Regions from separate parts of the Rattus norvegicus genome. Here region 1 is linked to region 2. The links are chromatin contacts, called in public Hi-C maps. All regions are on one chromosome and are shown on one strand. Each heading gives the region's core, a stretch centred on a gene start, on an enhancer-like site or on the middle of the called end of the contact. The rest is flanking DNA. Distances are from core to core; before and after follow the strand shown.

The links. A called contact is a pair of places that touch in the nucleus more often than the background predicts.
Region 1: a contact with region 2 is called in a Hi-C map of kidney, with 5 times the contacts expected there. The contact joins the enhancer-like site here to the promoter of Nts in region 2. A contact is called at or near these places in 9 of 12 Hi-C or Micro-C datasets (Schwann cells, frontal cortex, hepatocytes and 5 more).

Annotation. Positions count from the first base shown.
Region 1 is chr7:39,844,154-39,847,933 of GRCr8, forward strand. No RefSeq gene overlaps it. Among named protein-coding and RNA genes, the nearest start is that of Alx1, 220 kb to the right of the region's middle. Within about 2 kb of position 2,253, at least 1 of the 93 cell types and tissues checked has an H3K27ac peak or open chromatin away from gene starts, as enhancers often do. A contact at or near this core is called in kidney, where this site is marked.
Region 2 is chr7:39,459,471-39,463,197 of GRCr8, forward strand. Nts (neurotensin) reads right to left here and starts at 1,418. Exons shown (of 4, transcript NM_001102381.1): 1 at 1,269-1,418. The coding sequence starts at 1,338.

The DNA.
Region 1 (3,780 bases), core at 1,003-3,502, 390 kb after region 2:
ATGAGCATGTGCCCCAGCTGACACAGAACCTAGAGCAATAAGTCTCAGTTGGGTTTCAGGATTCCAACAAGGAATGTTCAGGGAACACAAGAGCTGCACGCCTTTGGAAGACTTAGCCTTGAAATTCACATAGCGCCACTAGAGTTGTACTTTTAGCTGCCAGCCCACACAGACCGACGTAGGCAGTTCACCTCCTGATGCACAAAGCAGGAAAGGATTTTCAGTCATCTTTTCAAAGTATCAGGCATCAACTGCGGAACCATTGTAGTGATTAAGACTGTGTCATCTATAAAAGAGGCAGACGCATCTGTGAATTCCTCCAATTATCTAAAGGGTAACCAGGGAAACTGGGATGATGAGTCATGTGCCCAACCCAGAACAGGGATGTTGGGTAAATGAAATAATAAGCAAAGATTTTCAGGTTCGGCAGAGTCAGGTTCCGATGACTAAAGTCCACTAAAGTCACAGGCCGATTTGAGTCACGGTGAACCATTACAGCACAGGCAGATGTCAAAACTGTTATTGATAGGATGCCGACATTTTGTGACAGTTTAGACTAAATAATCTTGAGGTTTCAAGCACACAGCTGTACTGAAGGAGGCTCTTCTTCCTGCCTATGCAGTTAATTTACATGTCTTCGAAGGAAAGGAGCGATAGCTACAGCAAGAGCCAAATAATTGTGATATAACAAGGCACTTTCCCGTTTCCCAGTTTCGCTGAATTTTTTTAAAGGGGAAAAGATCTTACTACGAACCTAATGCTGATCATGAATTTACAATCTTCTTACCTCAGTTCCTGAGTGCTTAAATTAGAGACGCCTACCATTTTCTGAATGAAGAATGGTTTAGTTAAAATGCATTTCTGGGTAGGAAATATGGATATTAATTCCTTATAGTTTCTCTTCAGATTCATACCACCACAGAGAATTTTTTTTCAAACAAAGATTGTCTAGTTATACAGTAGAAGTTATGTTACTGTATGCAGAGTGTCTGTGAACATTAGGCTTTATTTTTTCAATGCCCTAAGTAGTTTTAACGTCCATTTAGGATTAAGAACCACTGTGTACACAGATAGGATGTTCAGGTTCTCTAGCCTCATCCTGTAAACTCTGTGTTTTAAGGCACAGCCACTGTATGAAGCAGAGTCATGATTGAGCACTAAGAAACAGAAGGGAATTACAGTACACTTTTATTCAATATGCCAATAACAAGACATGACTAAAGCATCATGTAAAGATTGTATAATTCCTATGCTGTCTTTGTAGAGCAGTTGAGGAAAGGTTACAGTTATAAATCGCGTTTGGTGCACCAAGGGAGAGCTCATTCAATTACAGACATAGCCATCATGTTAAATCCAGGCAGACTATGGCCACGATGGGAATAGAAACCAGACCACACACATTTTGGGAATTTCATTGTATAATATCCTCTATATAACAAAATATCAATAATCAAATTTCAGGTTGAATAACTGCATACAACAAACTGATAGATAATAAAATTTGAAGACATACAATCAAAGGTTGCACTAAGAGATAGAAGCTCATTAGAAGAAAATGTTTCTTTTCTTTTTTTTTCTCTTTCTTTCTTTCTTTTTTTTTTTTTTTTCGGAGTTGGGGACCGAACTCAGGGCATTGCACTTGCTAGGCAAGCGCTCTACCACTGAGCTAAATCCCCAACCCCAAAGGAAATATTTCTAAAGAGTAAATTTTCTATCTATGTGTATGTGGCTGACCATTTTCATTTGAAGTTAAGCAACACTGTTACAGCAATTACAGTGTTTTAAGTTACATAGTTTTGACACTTTGGTCATTGTGAGCCTAGCCTTTCACAGTTGAGCTATCCCTCCAGCCCTACCTATCTATTTTTGAGATTTCAAGCCATTATTGAAGTTATAGAAGGGAACAAATAACCAACAAAGTTCAGTAAGTTCAAAGCCATTATTTCTAGTATACTGTTCCATGTGTTAGTCAATATAAAATTCTTTCAAATCCAAGTGAAGGATAAATTATGTTTTCCATTTAAAAATAATGAGGTGAACATTGTTAATCTCTCAGGACCCACATTACATCTCAATTTGGGGGCTGCTTTGGGAGTGAGGATGTGAGGAACTTACTGTGAATGTTAGTGCAGGAACTGTAATTATTATTCTTTTTTTTCTTTTAGAGCCTGAAATTGCTAACTACATCACTGGAGTGAGTCAATCATTAGCTCCAAGCATAGATCAGTGTTCTGTGACGGTACCTCAGGTTGTATTCATGGTAAGTGTTCACAGCATGACATTCTGACACTTATTAACAGAAAACTCTTATAAAGGGTACTTGACAGCCACATCAATCTCTTATAACGTCAACCAGGAATTATTTTATACCGTGATCCATGAGGAATTAGTAGACTGCTGTGTTACATTTTTCTTGGGCATCGTTGCACATGAAAAATCATTTGACAGTCTTACTTTCCAGTACTGACAGTACAAATTTATGTAAATCAAAAATTATTTTCATGTTCATAAGATCCTTATTTTTCTTATTTCGTTTATCTAAATGACGAAAAATAATTTGTAGTTTATATTTTATGAAAATGAGGAAGATCTATAATCAGAATATGCTATATTAAAAGTACATTTTCAATTTTTAAAATGGTATTACTGTATAAAGCAGAACTGGAAACTGAAGAAAAAATAAGTCTCTTTGGGGAAGAGAATGTAAGTGGTCATACTTTTTACATTTCTAAACAAAGGGTTCTCAGCATTGAATGTTTCCTTCTTGGGAGCAGATATAGAAATCTTATTTAGCATTATGATTTTCAGCATGGAGCCCAACATAAAGTAGCAATCAAAGACCTTTTAAAATAATAATTAATTAATCAATAAGTCCTCTTTCTAACAAGGGCAAGCTGCTTTGCAGGCAGGGTTAATAAAATTGCTAGTGTGAAATTAATTCTTAATGATGACTATATTATAATAATGTCTACTAATTCTTAATAATATATATTTTCTAAATTAAGCTTAATGTACGGGTATATAAATATGCATATATATGTATTAGTACACTTGTTTCTGTAGTTATACTAAACTTTATCTTGCTCCTTCTATTGACTATCCTCCCTTTTGCTATAAACATGAATTTAAGTTGCAAAACTGAACTAGATATATAGGTACTGTTGGGTGTGACACCAACTCCAGTGGTACCAATGTTAGTCTAAAAGGGTCCCAAATACTTTCATTCCTTTGTCACTCATTTATTTATTCAAGAGCAAACCCAAGATCCACCTATCAAGGAGAACTGTTTCTCATTGGTCTCCTTTATATCAGCAATATTTATAGTCACCTCACCCCTAGGCAAACAAGAATGAAAACATCAACAGTTAAGAAGAGAGATGTGTAGGCTTAGATTTTTCCTCTACCTACTTTATTTAGGATTCTTGAACGCTTCAACCTCCCTTCTAGCCACAGACCAGAGGTAGGAGGAAAAGAAGGTTAATAGGAAAAGGGGTTGTGGACCTATTTAGAAGTAGTTTTGGGGGTCAGTTCCACTGTTCATTGCTAGGATAACAACAGTACAGTCTAATAGCAAACACCAAACAGGAATCAGTAGCAGCAACTTGATCCAGCCAAGAGTGCAAGATTCCTTTGAATCCTCACGAGTCAGTGGGAGCAGCAGAAATCAGCTGGATTACCAGGAGAAGCCCTTTTCTCTTTCTTTCTTTTTTCTTCATTTCTTTTTACTTTATTTCTCTTTTTTATTTATTAATTTGTTATTTTATTTATTTGCATTTCAAA
Region 2 (3,727 bases), core at 168-2,667:
ACAAGATCCCACCTGAGTACCTGTAAGAACTGAGCTATTCCAGGGACACTTTTGCTCCATTTGTTTGCTGTTTGATTTTCAGAATGAATGTTAAAAATTAATCTTGTTAATCTCTGTTAAGAATGTGTTTATGTCACAGAAATGGGTTTCGAGAGCTAATATACAGTTTTTAATCAATAAGCTAATTTTAGAATCTATAATTAGAACTATATTTCTGTAACTACTTGATAAAATTATAGTTATGGGAAAGCTCCATTGGCTTATAAAATATTTACAGGCTCTTATACTAATAAGATCATCCAAAACATATCACAGTCTGATAACTTCTGATAGCTATCTTTGTATTTAAAAAAATCTTAGTTTGAACTAACACTTCAGAGTCTTGGTTATTAAGAACAATATTCACAAATATAAGTTAAGTGATTTTACTTCATTTGTCTTTAAGATTTTCCACTGTTAGGTGTTTGTTCAATTATTTCCAATTATTAATTAAAATACATTGCCATCATCAAAATATTTCATATTAGTCTTAAATTTATTTTATTTTTAAGAAGACGTAATTCATCTGATAACAATACATTTCTTCTTCTTAACTGTTATATACAGAACACTGTAAAGCTAAATTTATCATAAATAGAAGTATACCAATTTTATGGTTATAGTTTGTGCCAACTTAGATTACATTCAAAAAAGCAGCAGCTATATGAGCATCACGACTGTCAGAATGAAATTCTTTAAAATATACATTCTCAAAGGACTTGGGACACTTTTTGTTGCATTAGAAACACTCTTTTATTTACTGGTATTTATTTCACATGTTCTAACACACATGTAGAGTTGAAAATAACTTGAGGAAAATCACAAAGGTAAGTGAGAGAAGCCACCAGCTAAGGCAGTGAGAAAAGATGAGAATAAAAAATCATGCATGAGATCTCTTCATGGGAGCCTGCTGAAAAGCTCTGCCTCTGTTCTAGTTTTCATCCTTGTTTTATTACTCTTATTGATTTTTCCCTCTAGTAGTTATATTCCAAAGGAAAATAGTTTGCCTTTCCTTGAAACCTCATGAACTGCCTGCTTTACAGACTTTTAAAAGAAAAAAATAATAATAGTTTCAGTTCTTATACGAGAGAGAAAGAGAGAGAGAGAGAGAGAGAGAGAGAGAGAGAGAGAGAGAGAGAGAGAGAGAGAGAGATTCCTCCTGGATTCATTTACCTGAGTAGCAGCAGACTGTAAGAGAAATCACTCACTTCAGAGAGGTGCGAGCTTACCTGAGCACAGACTCCAGGAGCTGAAAGCCAGGAGAGTCAGGCACACCAGCTGAAGGTTCATTCCTATCATCTTGTCTCAGCCTTCTGACAAGCAGGTCCACACAGACACGGAAGGAGCTCTCTTGGTGCTTCCTCTTGCCTTCAGCTGGCTTTGAAAGTGAGTGAACTGTGAGAGATGCTCTGGCCATGCCCTATATATACGTGAGCAGGAGGGTGATGTCATGACTGTACAGGATGTGCTCTGCCTTCATCTCCATCCCCCCTCCTTTCTCTTTGTCCCTCATCTCATCCCCCACCCATGAACCTTGATTGAAAGTGACGATCTTCCCTAATTGCAGCTGTTGCTCAGGGTTTCTGACTCACGGAAAGGGTTGTTCAAAAGCACTGCAGTGTACAGCTAGGAAGAGGCACCCCGGTACCTTTTATTTCTAATCCCCTATCGTGCTCCCAGACATTTGTCATTTTGATTTTTAAAAATGTGGGGTTTTTTTTTATTCCTAATATATAAGCAAAAGTTCTAGAGAGATATCACTGCTTGGAAGACTCAAAGACTTGGGGTATATTTTCTGGTAACACAAACTTCTGAGCACGTGTTTCGTGGTCTCAAAACTCATAAAGAATTTTTTATAGCATGTACTAAAATAGGAAGGGGAACAGACAAAAGAAAATTGAATATAATAATGGAATAGAGTAACAAAACATCCAAGGTAAAGGAAAAATATCAGTATAAAAGGAAGGAAATTAGATCTAATGAATAGTATTATGTCCTACTTCTTGAAAGTTTATTGTATGTAGCTGAGGGGAGTCTAAATTTCATATGCTGGTCTTTCATGGGGTGTTTTAAATAATATTTATAAAATAGAGGCACAAATAGGTTATGCATCAAAAGGTAAACTATGAATTGCTGTATTAATTATACCTCCCCCAATTAATTTCATAATTAATCACATTTTTACTACATTTTTAACTGTTTATTTGTTGCCGATACTGTATCTTCCTCTCTCCTTCATTTCAGAACTCCCTTAGCACTCTCTCCCTTCAGTTTAATCCTTTTTATTTGTAGAAAAGTGACTGTACTTTAGACAGAAAATAGTCTATATAACCAGCAACCACTGGAGTCACATTTCTAAGAGAGAATCTTCAGGTAACTTGTTAGTTACAATGATATTCTTTCCTTCTCTTGATTACTGGAAGAAAATTGCTCAAACGCCTTTTGAGGCATAGCTTTGTTCCTGTAGAGGATCCTTGCTAATACAAGAAGTGTCCTGAACTGGTATTAGGAATATGAATATCTAAAACCAAAGATTTCTGAGATCCGATTATTTCTTTAAAAAAAAAAACCCACTAATCATGTAAATAATAACTAAGGAAAAAATCAGGATTGTTACTACAGACAGTTGGTTTAAATATCCAGTATTTGGTAAGAGATTATCTTTTCCCTTAGAGGAAATCATTAGTTACAAAACTTGAACAGTTGTTTTAAATAGTAAAAGATATTTTAATTCAACTCAATGTTCAAAAGTTAAACAGTAGTTTTAGTTTTCCATTACTTTAATTTTGTTTTGTTGTTTCTGTGGCAAAAAAAAAAAAAAAAAAAAAAAAAAGCTTAATTTGACTCACCTGGAATAGTTTTCTCTAAAGGATGATTGACTGGTAAGCCTGAAGGATGCATGAATTTTTCCTTCCGCTAGGGGGAGCAGTGGAAGTATAGAAAGCTTTCCGTCTTCACAGAGAATGCTTGTTTTTCTCTTATTGTCCCAGCATTTGTGTGACAGAATAATTTCAGACCCTCATTAATAAAGAAGCTAATAACCTATATATTCTTTGAATGCTATTTTCTTTGCTTTACGTTATAAAACACAAAGAATCATCTTTGAAGAAGTGCTAAAATATGCGTTAGCTGTCTGATGGTGAAAGGAAAATGTGAAGCTTATTCCCTGAAGTGGTTTCCCAGCAAGTGGAAGTTTAGGGAACTGTTTATAAATGTATTGCTGATTAATTAACTCCTTCTAAGCGTATCACATGAATATTCATTATTAATGTGAGACATATTTTATGTATATATAAAAATGCCAAAGAAACACTACAAGAACGTGTAGCAACCACTATGAAAGACTGAAGACCAAACATTCCCTTTGGTAATATTCTTTATTACTAAAAATAAACAAATAACACTTTTTGATAAGATTACGATGTTGCTAATGCTTCCCCTTTCCTTTTTGATCTTAGTTTATTCAAATTAGAGCAATAGTATTAAAGGGTCTGTTTGGCAGGAAGTGACAGGTGCCCAGTGGTTTTTGCTCAGTGCCTGGGAAGATTCCCAAAGAGAACTGCCAAGAGAGGTCTTCACAGAAAGTCAGCCTTTTTCTAAACAAAACAACTGAAGCACGGCAGAGAAACAAATACCTCACAAAGTGCTCTGAAACCTACTGTGATTAATAAGACTGATAAACCATAAA